Linked DNA regions of Mus musculus: region 2 is linked to region 1. Evidence: chromatin contacts called from public Hi-C data. All regions are on one chromosome and are shown on one strand. Each heading gives the region's core, a stretch centred on a gene start, on an enhancer-like site or on the middle of the called end of the contact. The rest is flanking DNA. Distances are from core to core; before and after follow the strand shown.

The links. Hi-C and Micro-C count contacts between places; a contact is called where the count stands out from the background.
Region 2: a Hi-C map of uterus shows a contact between it and region 1, with 2.3 times the contacts expected there. The contact joins two enhancer-like sites. A contact is called at or near these places in 5 of 39 promoter capture datasets (the 3T3-L1 cell line, 3T3-L1-derived adipocytes and liver), 1 of 15 datasets of contacts at CTCF or cohesin (the NIH/3T3 cell line), 17 of 484 Hi-C or Micro-C datasets (the HL-1 cell line, the N1E-115 cell line, the STO cell line and 8 more), 1 of 115 datasets of contacts at active chromatin or transcription factors (heart atrium) and 1 of 9 other capture datasets (adipose tissue).

Annotation. Positions count from the first base shown.
Region 1 is chr10:97,384,855-97,392,641 of GRCm38.p6, forward strand. It overlaps Gm34114 (a long non-coding RNA gene), which reads right to left. Exons shown (of 4, transcript XR_380718.2): 4 at 3,904-6,054. Among named protein-coding and RNA genes, the nearest start is that of Mir3966, 35 kb to the right of the region's middle. Within about 2 kb of position 5,022, at least 15 of the 459 cell types and tissues checked have an H3K27ac peak or open chromatin away from gene starts, as enhancers often do. A contact at or near this core is called in adipose tissue, beige adipocytes, heart atrium and 1 more, where this site is marked.
Region 2 is chr10:97,464,800-97,472,586 of GRCm38.p6, forward strand. No RefSeq gene overlaps it. Among named protein-coding and RNA genes, the nearest start is that of Dcn, 11 kb to the right of the region's middle. Within about 2 kb of position 5,117, at least 25 of the 459 cell types and tissues checked have an H3K27ac peak or open chromatin away from gene starts, as enhancers often do. A contact at or near this core is called in adipose tissue, beige adipocytes, heart atrium and 1 more, where this site is marked.

The sequences.
Region 1 (7,787 bases), core at 3,772-6,271:
TCTTTTCCTTACTTCTATATCCATTCAACGTCTAGATTTCATTCTTTTTTTTTTTTTTTTTTTTTTTTTGGTTTTTCGAGACAGGGTTTCTCTGTATAGCCCTGGCTGTCCTGGAACTCACTTTGTAGACCAGACTGGCCTCGAACTCAGAAATCCGCCTGCCTCTGCCTCCTGAGTGCTGGGATTAAAGGCGTGCGCCACCACGCCTGGCTTAGATTTCATTTTTTTATGTGAATTCATTAATCAAGAAGTTTTATAAATCCAAATATTTGCAGATGACTGGCATTTTATTCCAACATACTGTTTCTCTTAATTATTGTACCTGTACCTGTGTATGCATTTAATCCTTCAACAGCTTCCATTAGGTGTCTAATAACTATCTCAAACTCGGTGTCCCAAAGAATGCCTCATCTCTTTCTGCTTTTCTCTCTTTCATCTCCATTTATTTTCATGAAATCTGCTTTGTTTGTTTTCCATTCATCTTCATTTATTTTAATGAAAGGTTTTGTTTGTTTTCCATGGTAAATAAGTTGCATGTTGAGAAAATGTTCTAGTCTACATATTACCTTGTCAAGTCTATGCATTGCCATCCCGTCTATTTGACTCTTCATGCTCACTGCACTCATCTCTTGCCTCCTCCATCATTGTGATAATTTCCTGACTGGCCCGGCCCTTTCAGCTTTGGTTTCTAATCTAGCAATTTGTACATGGGAGGAACTCTTAGTTATCCAATGCCAAGCCATCTGTCCTAGGACTACATACATACATACATACATACATACATAATACAATAAATTGACTCAGCAGGTTGTATTTATGTATTTGTGTATAAGTAATGATCATTACCAAATGAAATGAGCCCATGAGTTTGGGAGAGTTGGTGAAGGGGCCATAGGAAGGGGTGGAGGGAAGGGACCCTGGAAGGGTTGGAGAAAGGAAGGTGGCAGGGATAGATGATGTAATCATATTTTAAGTAAAATTTAAAAATTTAAAACCACAACGAGAGTCAAGGGATAAAACATCTTTAAGGTTATCACACTGGCCAGTAGTAATACAGTGACCCAATACCAGGTCTGTAAATTCCATATGGCATGGCTCTCCCTGTGCTGAAAGCTAGGGCGTATAATTCTTTATTTCTCCAATTATATACTCAGTTCATGCTTTTTCTCTTTCAATAAAAATGTAAGCTTCTTTGCCATTGTGGAATATGAGGTAAATTTTGGTTTTAGTTGGAAGGCCAAGACAATAGTTCTGTGTGTAGTTTGCTGATTGCTAGTCTTGGACTTCTCCCAAATTACTACAGAATTCCTAGTTACAAAAAATGCAACGCTGGGAGACATTTACTATGAACATTTTAGAGATGTGTATGCAATAAATACACTTTTAAATCAATAACTTGAACTTGTTACAGTTTCTGATTAGGGGATTTTTAATTAAATAGATTTACAATGAAACACCATTATAGAAGTGCATGTGATCAATACTCCTATTACAGGGGAAATTGTTTCACATCAAGTGGATTTGTTCTACATTGAGAGGAAAGGACACAAGCGCTCTCTGTTAATGCTGAGCAAAGGGAAAACCAATACAAGAGTTCCATCTTGTCCATGCTGGAGGATAAACACTGTGATTTCCACTTTGGACAGTACGTGGCTAAAATTGCCAGCAGTGCTGTTTACTGCACAGTTTGCCACTTGGACAATGGTGAATGCAATAACATGGGTTCTACATTAATCATTTCCAGAAGCATTTCTTTCCCGTGCCCAGAGAAATCACAAAGTGGATATATTGTCATGTTTATTCCAAAGAAATCATGAATTGAGTTTTATTTTCTTTTTTTGCCCTGCAAAACTCCTTATAACCCCCAAACATCACCAGAATGAAGTGAGCAGCTGGTTGTCAAACAATTAAAATGAAAAGCTATAAGGGTTTGAGTCCAATGCTCTCTGTAATTTGATCCTTTCCTCTATGGCCACTTAAATGTTTCAGGAGAATGGATTAGTAAGTTTAATTAAAAACACAAATACTGTGGTAGAAATATATCAACATGTAGGCAAACAAAACTTCACAATAATGAGTTTCTTATATGGCTTAAAAACTAATTCTAATGAAAATACCCAGGAAGTATCTTTCTTGTAAATTTCTTGTGAAATAACAACATGTATGATAATCCTGAGATGACTGTTACTACATATTTCTATCTGTATAATCCTCTGAAATTATTTTTAACTTACACTCAATGCTTGGTAATTTTGCTTCTCATTTTATGAGATGATCACAACTATACTTTTGTCTGATTTCTACATTTTCCCCAAGATTTCTGTTACATCGTTACTGGTGATGATTCTAGGGGTCATTTGCTTTTGGGACACATTCCCACTTTGTTCAATGATGAACTCTGAAAGGTTTGAGAACATTGAGTATTAAAAGAATTGGACAAAGACCAAGTCCAATTAAAAGTTTAAAAATGACCGTGCTTAGGGTTTATCTTCTTCCCAAGGCATGCCCATGATGCTGTCCCCTGTGTGACCTGGTAAACATCACTTGGATTTTATGACTTGGAAATAAACATTGCTTGGTTTTACGAACATATGTGGAAAAATGAGATAGAAAATGCTATTAAGCATCACTTTTAAATTTGTTTATCAGGTTGCTCAATAATTCATATAATTGGGCCAAGCACACAAGAAAAAGAGAAAGACTGGTATTTGTTTTGGCAATGATGCTATAAGAAAAGATTTTAGAGGAATGTTGGGGCAGACACTGGAAGGGCAGGAGACTCCAGGAGTGGGAGGAGTTTGGAGCATCTGATAATGATGCTGCCCTTAACCAGTTCTCATCCAGCCCCTTATGTCCTTGACTTGGCTAGGTGTCATCCTTGGATGTTGCAATGGGCTTTTTCACAGGTAGATATATCCAGCCAAGTATCTTTCTACGTTAACCAACAAAGTTGCCAAACATCATTGTCTGATCAAATCTCCATCTCCCATTATCTCTCAGGTATATTGGATAGCTCAGACCTGCCTTCAGTAAGAATCATGCCAAGATTTCTTATCCAGAATTTTCTCACCTTTGACGTCTTCTTTAGACATAATTCTCCTAATCTTTGACATTTCTTAGCAATAACTTTTTATTCATCAACAATTTCTGTCTCAGCCTAGTCCTTCATCATAATTTCTGACTTCTTGTTATTATATTCATAATTGAGCTCAGTTTGATGCTGAGGTCTCTCTTTCCTATTTCAATGATTCCTGCACAAGATTTGTTTTAACTATAATTTCACATTTTTATTTCAATAGAATAAACATAGCAAATTTATTTTAATTTATTCAAATATCCTTTTAATTAAGTTCCGACAGTGGAGTGATAATAAGTAAGAATAATTGGTATAGGTAATACTATTTGAATAATAGTTTTAAAACACAGTAAACAAAAACCAAAGTATTTAAAGAGGATTATATCAAACTAAGGCTTTCTACATAGCTAAGGAAAAAATAAACAGAATATGAGACATTCTTTGCAAACTGTCCAATAAGAGATTAATATCTTGACTTTATAGGGATTTAAACAGATTGGCCAACAGAATAATCAAATTAAAAATGTACAAAAGACCTACATGCATTTAACTTAAAAGCATATACACAAAGAATCATCAGCTATGCAAAACTCTCATCACTGATTTTTCAAGGTTCTGGAAGTACAAACCAGAAGATACCAACTCATGCTAGTGTATACCCATTGATGAGCCTACCAGGCTCCAGTGGACATTTCTACTCTAATGGTCACACAAATGGCCTTAGTTAAACTCAATGGGTCACAAAACAAAACAAGCATAAGGATGTGGGAAAGGGAATTAGGAGGAGGAGTCTTGAGAAGGATAGAGTGGAACTATGACAGGAAAAAAAAGGTAAATAAAATGAATTTATTGAATAAATATTTAAACATAATACAGAATCAACTTAGTTGTCCGCATATGGATAAATGGATAAAGAAAACTTTATACTAAACCAAAGTATTCAACCACAAAAAAAAGATAGAAGCTTGCTATTTGGAGCGATATGAATAAAACTGAAAGTTATAGTAAATGACGTAAGCCAGCATCAGCAGAACAGTGAGCAGTGTGTAAGCTGAAAGCACAGAAGAACGTAGAGTGCTCATCTGTAGGGGGTAGGGAGGGAAGTGGGGAATGAGGACAATGGGAGGTTGGAAATAAGATACGCAGTTAGATAAGAGACGTAAGTTCTAGTATTTTATATATAGCATTTTAAGATGGCAACTGTTAAGACATTTATTATCTGTTCTGTAAAGAGCTCAAAGAGAAGAACCTATGGGTCTCAACACAGGCAAATGCTTAAATTTTGAGATAGAAATTCTAGTTACCCATGTATGTCTATGCATGTACTTGGTATGTTGGTGTAAAACATGTTGGCTTCAACATCACAGTAATCCTCCTGACTTAGCCTGAATAATAGGTTTACAGGTGTGTTCAACCATAGTTGGCTTCATTAGCCCAATTTGCTCAGTGTACATTGCACGCATGCATCAAATGATCAGAAAGCACCTTGTCATTCTGTACAATTATTGTGTGTCAAATAAAAAGGAAGAGTAACCTTTGAAACTATTGATGAATGAATGGGAATGAGTGAGTGGGGGAAGAGATCTATGAGAAAGGATTTTTAGCTTCTGGGAAGGGTGGGTGGGGAGCTTTCTGCAGCATGTTTGGGATGTAGATGGCTAGAAACTACCCAATTTTCCCCAAATGACCTGGCTTCCTATTTTCACTTCTGCTGCCTTCCCTTTCTCTGTTTTACTTTCTGTGTCATGCTTTCCAACGCCTTACTCAATGGCTTTTATTGTTGTCTCTGTCACTTTATTTTTACAGTGCTTTTTACTTAGGTTGTTGTTTTTTTCCAGCTGTTGAAAATAGTTCCTGGTTTTGTGATGAAATCACTTCCCCTAAGTCTGTCAAACCAGATTGTAAGGATTTGCCAAAATTTTAGATGATGTCACTGGATTTTGTCTTAATAGTGATTCATAAAAGTGGCTGATTTTAATTTGGAAAGGCACCCTAGGAGTGCTATTTTCCTATCCTGTGGACTTGTTTCTTCTCCTTCAGCACTTCCCTGTAGGTTCAAGCCCTAGACCTCCCCAATTCATACCAGCATTTCTTTGGTCATGTTAGCTCAAACCAAACCAAGAAACCATCACCTGGGTCTTTCCACAATGTTTGTATAAACGTGTCTCACTATGTCTGATGGTTTCTACAAGGGTTCTTCTCCATGTGTACTCCTTTGGGCATTCTTCCTATTTCATCATTCCATTCCTGTGTATTTTGGTGGGATTTCTTCTTCTGTCTGATCTTATTTTTCAAGGGTTCCTTTCCCCAAACAAGTAATGTTAACTCTCATAATGATGCCCCCTCCCCCAACCCCTGTTTTGTGTTTCTCTAACAGCTGAAAGGGTCCACGTCTTTCTTTGCTCTCCAGAAGCCTTCCCATGTGCGGTCCCTCTCCCCTGAGGATACTTTTGGGACAAACATCGTGCAGATGTTGCCTCTCAGTTTTCAGAATTCCCGTTCCAGGATGACTCCTGGGAATCGGACCCAGCTGTAGCTGCCTCTCCTTGTGGTGACTTGTTATTGAGAAGTTTGCTCAAATGTGTTCTCTACACAACTGATTGTATACTATACCAGTTGCTTTGTGTTTTAAAATATTTTATTTTCAACAAACTCCCCTGTGCTCTATATATCCTAAGTTTTTTCTCAACAATGAATTACCCAAACCTCCTTCCAATCTGTTCTCGACAATACTTTCTCCTCCCTGTTCCCTGGCATGTCATGCAATGGTCTAAATATTTCTGTTTTGTTTTGTTTTTTTTTTTTTCTTTCCCAAATCCAAGTGTTGCAATTTCAGCTCTTAACGTGATGCTTTTAGGGAGTAGGGTTGATTGGGTCACATGACAAAACACCCAAGAATAGAATGAATGCTGTTAAAAGAAGTCCCCTCAGAGAACCCTTTCTTCCATCCATGCAAGGACACAAATGACAGGCACCATCTGTAAAACAGAAAACAAAGACTCCTCAAGACACTATACTTTCTGGCTTCTGGATTTTCAAGTTTCTGTTCTTAACACTATAAGAAATAAATTCTGAGTATTTGTAAATTATCTATTTTTGGACAATTTCATAGTAAGCAGAATGTACTACAGCAGCTGTTGCATCAATTAGAAGCCAGTATCTTCTAGTAGGAGGTAACATGTCATGATGATTCTATAGTAGTGCAACCTTTATCAGCCCTTTGACCATTGCGGATCCCAGTATCTTGATGATCTACCCAGGATCTTGTGATACATTAGTGACATTACTGGGAAGCATGTTAAAAATCCAAAATGCTTGCATAAGACAGAGTTAATAGATTGTAATTTTCACTTTAACAAGTTCCCTATGAAACATGAATTCAGAGTATTCTCTTGAAATAGCTATATGTAAAATTATGTAAAGTATTAGTTTTTACCATCCAGTTTCTTATTCAAAGCTATCCACTTTATTTCCCAGGATGCATTGTGGTCCCATAGGCAAGCTATATATGTGCTCATAAACAAGATAAAAATAATTTTTCTTTCTCATACTCTTACAGGATTTCCTCAGGACCCTCTTGATGATCAGAGTAGACTGGAAATGTATGATGAAATACCCTAACCTGTTTCCAAATGTGATATATTATCATGCTACTGTGTGTGGAATGAGAATATAGTATTATAAACAACACATTTATGTCAATTTTTTTCTAACACAAACTCTTGAGTTTCAAATTATCATCACTCATTGGAAACACACTCATATCTGTACGAAGTTTTCAATCACGGCTTCAGAGAAAGGAATCAAAAGAAATGGAATCTTTAGAAGCTATACACAAAGAAGTACTATGTTTATTTATAAACATACAAGTGAGATGAAGAAACTGAAGAAAAATAATAGGTTAATTCCAGAGCATCCTCTGGAGAAGGAACACTACTTATTGGTCTGAACACCTCTATTGTCTCCTCATTCCATTTTTTTTTTAGACTCTTCCCCATAGCTCTCCCATTGGCTTGCTGCTTTTCATTGCTAATTAATTGAAATATTATTTGTCTTGCTTGTTTACTCATTACTGTAAATGTATTTAAAATTAAGTTTGGAGGGGTATGATTGGGGTACACCTAAGATCATTAAAAACATGAACATTTGCAAAACATTGCATTTCTATAGTGAAATTAGAGCAGGAATATAATTGAAGAAATTAATACTTATTTTATAAATAATTGAATGGTTTTTATATGTTAGCATAAAATATATAAAATCAGTCTATTAGGTAATAATTGAGGCATGTAGTGAGAAGATGAACATCTGTTGCTGAAACTCAAATTGTGCTATTAATTCATAATTTAAAATTCAATTAAAGTACTTCCCCAGCATATTTTCATTGCTTCTGAAGATTTTTATTATTTGTACAGCATGAGGCACAATATGGGAAGACATGCCATAGATAAAATACCATAGAGTATTAATAACTATAGAGTTAACATGTTGGTTGAATACAGAATGGGAGGACATGTGTAGGCCATATTTAGAAGGTTATATCTACCTCTTATCTTGTGAGTTTGTATACAAGATAAAATAACCTCTTCTTTGTGATTCCCCCCTGCACTTTCATGTCTTTAAAACAAATCTTTTTAGGAATATTTATTTTATTGGTGTGAGTGTTTTGCCCACATGATTTATGTGCACCACATGTGTGCCTGGTACCCAC
Region 2 (7,787 bases), core at 3,867-6,366, 80 kb after region 1:
TTCGAGACAGGGTTTCTCCGTATATCCTTGGCTGTTCTGGAACTCACTCTATAGACCAGGCTAGCCTTGAACTCAAAAAAATCTGCCTGTCTCTGCCTCCCAAGTGCTGGGATTAAAGGCATGCACCACCACTGCCCGGATGAATCTAGTACTGCTGCTTTAATAGATCAGCATAATTCTTAATTATGTTCTAGAGCTTATTCTATATGCACAGAAAAATGTAGCTATCACTCTCCCATCTGAGAAGCCCCTCTATACAGCAAACAGAGACCATCACAAAAAATCACAACTAGACTCAGTGCAGAGATAAAAACATTCTGGGACATTTGGCCCCAGAAGATACCTCTTCAATACAATTTTTGCACCTTTAGTTCAAGGAGCATCATAGAAATTGGGCAAGGAAGAAATTCTATGTGAGACTCAGAGGATCAGTAAGTAATCTGTGAAACTGTCTCTTCTATAAATACCTGAATAAATAAAACACGAATGATGATAATATCAATAGACATGTTAACCCAGCATGGAGTTGCACCCCTAAGTGAAGAACTATAGGCAATTAATGATGGCTTAGAAAGGAAGAATTGACCTCTCCCAGAGATGAGTCCCTTTATTGGTTGTTTAATGCAAAGTGGTCTGCCTAGAATCCATGTACACAAAAAAGATAAAAAAATGTACTTAGTGAGCTGTATTTGTACATTTGTATACACAAATACACACATGGAAAGAGAAAGAGAGAGAGAGGGAGGGAGACAGACAGAGAGAGAGAGAGAGAGAGAGAGAAAGAAAGAGGATATGTAATAATAGTAATAACAATAATGAGACAATCAATTTGAAAGAGAGACAATGAATGGAGAGATGTGGAAATTGTTGGAGAAAGGAAAAGAGGGTGTAGAATGCAATTATGTTTTAACTACAATATAGTAAATAAAAATAACAATTGATTTTTTAAAAAGCCAAAGCACAGAAAACGCTAAAGTTAAAAAAAAAATTACATGATTCAAATAGTCAAAATAACAGTGTGTTCAATTAGATATCAGTTTAACTACATCAGCAGTCATTACTAATTAAGAGTATAAAAAAAGATTAAAATTGGGAGAGGTGATAGGAGTAAGGCCTAGAAAGTAACTTCAAAAACAAAATTATAAAATGTTAAGGCTAGAAAGAGAGTTCTGTCTGTAAAGGAATGTATTGCCTGGCAACCATGCTGACTTGACTTCCATTCCCAGAACACACATACCAAGTCTATGCAGGCGAGCACACCCATAACCCCAGCACTAGGCATGTTGACTTACATGGATTCATGGTGATCCCAGACCAGCCAGCTCAGCCGATGTTGTGAGTTCCGAGCCAGTGAGAGATTTTTATCTCCAAAATGATGGTCAGTGCTTCAAAACAACAATAAAGTTTGTTCTCTGGTTTTCACATGCATACAAACATGCATGTACAACTTTATCCTTGAATATGTGTATCTTACACACATGAGTACACATGTCCGTATGCACACATACACAAAATCAATAAGAACTCATATTGCTTTTATATAACATGGTGAAGAATATAGTATACTCATACTTCCCACAAGAAGCCTTGTGTATGTATGTGTGTTTATATGTATATGATGCATATGTATATGATGTATATGATATATGTGTGTATGTATATGTGTATGTGTATATATATGTATATGTGAATATGTATATTAAGATTACTTGGGATAGCAAGATGGCTAAGTGAAGATATCTTCATACAAGCTTGATGACCTAGGTCTATTCACACAACCATGGTAGAAGGAGAAAATAAATTTGTAAGTTTTCTTCTCACCTCTATAAACATAACACATATGCCTCTGCCCCTCCCAAAACACAGCACACACAAGCATTAAAATTATAGCTCAGAACAGCAACACTATGGGAAAAATTATATGCTGTATATTGGTGAAGGAGTCAGTTTTAATTTTTCATAAATGTGCATAGTACTGCCTGAAAACACCACCAGTAATCATGAAGTACACGAAAGTCAAACTGAAAGTGTAAAAGACAATCTATTATGTAGTTGATAGTTTTCGTGTTCCTCTCTTAGTCACTGGCAGAACAGATGGAAAAACATTAAATTTTACTTAGTCTCCAAATTACTATCAGTCAGTTTGATCTAACTGACATTCATGGGAGTCTACAGCCAACAACAACACAACTTCTCCGGCTCACATGGATCACTGAGCAAGATTAACCACATTCAGGCACGTTCAGAAAGCCTTAACTAATCTAAAAGCACAGACACCATTCAAAGATGTCCTCAGTCTCAACAGAGCTAACATAGAAATAAAACAGGAAGAGAGCTAATTCTACATATTTGAAATTAGACAGCATACCTTTAAATAGCATTTAGATCATAGAAGCCACCTCAAAAAGGTTTAAGTATATAAATTAAATGAAAATGAAAATCCAACTTATCAAACCCCATACAATGTAGTACAACTGGGACTGTGAAAATTTTACTGCATAAATACATATACAAAAAGAAACAGCTAAAACCAATGGGCTCAGCTTCAAATTAGGAAATTAAGTATTTTTAAAATTTTATCTATTTGCAATTGCATTATAAAGCTGACATGATGCGTATATTTTTGTAAATTCTTTTAATTACTGTATGTGTGATTACAAGTATAATTAATCAGGATAAAGAGTCTTAATTTTTAAAAGTGTATTGTGAAACAGCTACAAAACTTTTTAAATAATTTTTTTAATGGTTCATCATTATGGACAGAATATATTCATGTGGCTGTGGTTAAAGGGGAGATTTGCAGAAGAACTGTCTATGTCTTTCAAGTGGTATCATGGATGAATCTCCATTGACTAGACAATAAGACTTCATAATGAAGTACTGTTCAGGGACATGTATTTTGTGCTCATGTTGTCACAATCACCTCAGATTCACCATCCTTCTGCCTCCACCTCCCAAGTGCAGGTATTGCACGCGTATCCCACCATATCTAGAAATTACTGTCTACTTTGACTAAAAGCTTTTATACTCATGGCAAATTTTCAGTTTTTAGATGCTTGCTTATTTTAATTTGATTATTATGCAGACCATCATTGAATATCTGTATAGCTTTTATGCCTGATATCAGAGACAGCCTGTTGAAAGACCTGGCTCTTGCCTCTCCCCAGCTTGGATTTGAAGAGATCAAGAATGACAAGGACGCTTTCACAACAGAAAGTTCTGTGAATGTTATGTCATCGGTGAAAGCTTGGTTCCATGTTTTCCACATGACATCATAGGGGACTCTACTGGTGGATGTCACCAGCCAGTATCAAATTCTGTCTTCAATGTCATGACAGTTCTCCGGGTGCTAGAACTCTTAGCTCCAAGATTACACAACTTTGTCCCTTGGATGAAGAGAGTTCCCTTGTGCAAGACAGTAACCCTTTCCTCAGGGTGACTTACAAAATTGTCAGGTGGAGAGGACACCAAGGGTAAGTTTTTCTTCTACATTCAAGTCACACCTAAATAACTCTGAACTTCAGAGCTTCCTGGCTTCATCTGGGGGCTCAGTGACATTAATGGAGGGCAGAACCTTCTGATACCATTTTCCTTGCTCCATAGTAACCACTATTCCCGAGTTTTCCTCAGTTGACCTCCTATGAGATAGTATTATCCCAGAACCTGCTTCACTGTGAACCTTCCATCTCTGAATCTGCATCCACTTAAGTGTCCAAAGTATCAAGGAACATATGAGACTGGAGATTCTCGGAATGGAAAGCTGCATAGACTGAGGAACTCTTCCAAAGAGGCATTAATGTGGGATACACTCAACAGTGTTTGAAATAACTTCACTTTGTAGGGCTCATCTGATCGATCATCTAGGGACACAGAGATAGTATAGGCAAAGGATGCAAGGATCCTGTAGCCTTCAAGTTGACATCGCTGCGAATTCCTTATGACATTTGAAAACGCAGTTCTGCATGGCCACCCAAGTGTAGAGAATGATGCTTGATGTGAGCCAAGCGAACAATTAAAGTTATTTTAGATGAAAATCCTCCCTGTGTATACATGCCTAAAATTTTTATGAGTTAAGTATCATCTTGGAAGTTGGTCTTAGAAATAGTGGGTTAGATGTAATTATGATAATTATGTACTTTTTAATACATGGCAGAAAATAAATATTTAAAATATAATGACATTTTAAAAGACTTTTTATTTAAAAATACTAAGAGAAAGAGATACATGCTACAGCTGGTAATAAATAGACTGATTTTTTTGTTTTGTTTTGTTTTGTTTGTTTGTTTGTTTTAGACAGGGTTTCTCTGTATAGCTCTGGCTGTCCTGGAACTCACTCTGTAGACCAGGCTGGCTTCAAACTCTAAAATCCACCTGCCTCTGCCTCTCAAATGCTGGGATTAAAGGCATGCACCACCACTGCCCGGCTGTGTGTCCATGTGGAGGTATGTGCATTTATAGGCAGGTAAGTGTGGGGTCTTGAAGACATCTCTTCCCTTTGAGCTGGGGTTACAGATGGATCAGAACTGCCAGAGCTAGGGGCTGGGAACTAAGCAAGGATTCTCAGAACTGCTGAATCTTATTTTCAGCCTCACTGAATTCTTGTCAAAATGATAGTGGTGATAGAGAAGATACAGGTTGGACATAGAAGGGTGGAAAGGAAGAACAAACAGAGAAGTTTTACAACAGAGCTGACTGGGTCATTTATGGGTCGTTCTGAGCAGAAGACTGCACTCTGGAATGTAACAGGAAAACCAGAGCTGAGATGTCCAAAATTAACACTCCACGAAGCAACATTCAGCTTGGCTCAAACTTAAACTTGATGCTATGCCAATGGACCAGGCAGCTGCCTGTGAATACTGTCATTTAGAGGCTTGAAGGATGCAACATGGAAAAGTCAAATGCCTGTGCCTTGGGTCTGCAAAACCTTAGGTCACACAGTCTAATAGGCAAGAAAAATGTAATGTACTCAGTTCACTGCCTGGTAGAAAAGAAAGATACCATAAGGAACAAAAAGGAGAATAGTCTACAATTACATGGAATGCATTCTCAGATGACCAGCCATAACCAAGTTTGTGGTGATCTAACTTATGATTTTGAAAATGAAACTAATGAAGCTATGAAGACTGGCCAGTGGTTAAGAGCACTTTCTGTCCTTGGCAAGGACTGGAGTTCAGGTTCTAGTATTTGCCTGGGGCTGATCAAAACTTGCTCTGCATCCATTTACAGAAGCCCGAAAGCCCTCTGCAGGAATCTGCAGGCACCTGGTGTTCTGAACAAAACAGGCACACAATATAAAAATAAAAAGTAAATGTTTACAGTGAAACTAGAAGTAATTTGTTTTCTCCCAAAGCAACTTTGTCTGGCACTCTGACTTTTATTCTAAGAAAGTTTATAAACTACTTAAGTTAACTTTTCATTTAGAATCAAACACTTATGGGTTCTGTTTACAATTTCAATGTATTAAAAAAAATTGAAGCCTTAACAGATGTTATTTTTTTCAGGAAGACATAAGTCTGTAATGTTTTCATAAAATGGCTAATTTGTGAAGAAATTTTTTAGCGAGGCTAAGATTAAAGCTTTTACTTTGTAATGTTTAGCTCTTCTGAATAGTGGTAAAAGCACATTCTTTTGATCTTTAACAGATCTGTCGAAACAAGACATGTATATTTCTGAAGCGATCCATGGATCCCTGAAATTCTGTTATCGGTATGGAAAGCTGAGAGAGACTCAACTTGCAACTAGAATCAGCAATGTCCTCTGTATACAGCAGCTGGCCTATGATGTATTTTATAAACACATTTTATAAACACATTTGATGCCTGTAAGACTTTATTGAGGGGCTGTTTTCTAGAGAAAATCTGTACATTGGAAGAATTACATTTGTTTTAGTATTTATTTCCATAAAGATTGATAAGCATTTCCAAATTCCACCTTTGGTACATGGACAGTAAGCTCAGAGGTCTTCCGGTCCTTCAGTGTTTGCTTGCTGACTCCAGGAATATTTTTGAAGCCCTCTGCTCCAGAAACAGTAGAACGTGAACTCCTTTTACAGCAGCCCTTTCTCATTCTATCCTCCTCCTGTTTAATTTCGAGAAGAAAATATAGCTTCTCCCTTAGAAAATTGAAAGCCTGTTTTATCCCAAGATCAAAAGTTGACTAGGATCTTATTTGCCCATAAATAGGTGAATTTACCCAAACAGAAGTAGAATGGAGATTTCAAAGGTCTCAGAGAGGAAGGAAATGTGTTGGTGCAGTTTACAACGGAGGAGGAGAGATCCCTGAAAACGGGTCTCGATGATACATGATGCTGGGAATGTCGTTATCCTGCTAGCACAACTTCTTCAAGCATAAAATAGGTTATTTATGCTGTGTATCTTTTGCCACCATAAAATAGAAACAAAATAGAAAGAAAAGCACAGCTTCAAAGTCACCAGATCTTCAATAACTTCAATAAATGCTCATGGACATAATTCTGGTGCCATCTTATTTTAATCACTAGCTGGTAACATTAAAGATGTGAAATGACACAGAATGGAATTAAAAACAAAAAAGAATCTCAACGCCGTTTCCTAAACTCTCTTAGCAGGCATTCACTGTTCACTATGTGGCGAATAACGTTCTTATCTTCCAGCCAGTTAACAAGTCACCTACTTGGAGAATGTTTTGAGAGCAGACACTTCTTTGGATTTTGTCCTGCGGGAAGAATTAAGCACTCTCTTTCTAGTGGGATTTTGTATTATCTTAAACCATTAGTAATGCTAGAGAAGTGACTGCAACTGGCCTCCAGGAAGAAAGATGTTTCATGAGGAGCCAATCTTTTGATGAAGGAAGCACCAAAGGGATTTAGCACTGAAAAGCCACCCCAAATGTGATCGTGCTCCAAGTTTCTTTTGTTGTCCCCACAGGCTCCTAATTATAAGATCAGCTTGTATGTTGGTGATTTAGTGCCTTTATAAATGATAAGTTCATACGGCCTTCCAGAAAAATAAGCACATGATTTCCAAGAGGTAATATTTGCTCAGGTAACTGAAACCGATTTATTCAAGATGCAGAAAGCAGGTACTGAATTCAAATGAGGAATTGTTTACCATTGTCATGTTACTATCCATTGGGATCAAAATTGCATCTCACAAATTACTAAAGCAAGCCTCTTGATAAAGCAAATGACAGAGAGTACATTATTGCCACTGATAGCACAAATGGATTCCAAGGGATAGCTCTCTCAAGGGGCTTCAGAGAAAGCTTCCAAATAAAATAATTATTTTACAGTACTGACTTTAGAATAAAATATTTTCGTTCATTTGCCTTTGTAAACTCTGGAAGGCTTCTCTGGCAGCAGGGCATTTGCTTTTCCTAGGCTACAGTGTAAAGTAAATGGAGAATATTTACAGACCAAATAGGTGCCCTGAATTAAACACACACTGCAGACATGACCTGCATCTGAATGCTCCAAAGTCAACAGGATGTTAGCTTTCAGGGGAGGGTATGAAAGGAACAGAGAGCAATTCCTTAAATCCTTGGTCTAATAAAAAAAAATGTTACTTTACATGACTTTGAAGACTTGTCAACTCTTTTAGGCTTATTTAGACCCTTTTTACACATAGGCTCATTTCTCTACATACATGAAAGTGTTTATTTCATTCATGGAGAAGATGCTTAGAGTTCCATAGATGGTCATGGGCAGAAGAAAATCAAACACAAGAAACCTGGCCCCAGAGTCTGATGCATGCAAAAATCCTAGGAAGTTTAACCAATCTATATGGGTTCAGTTCTTAGGACAGTGACGG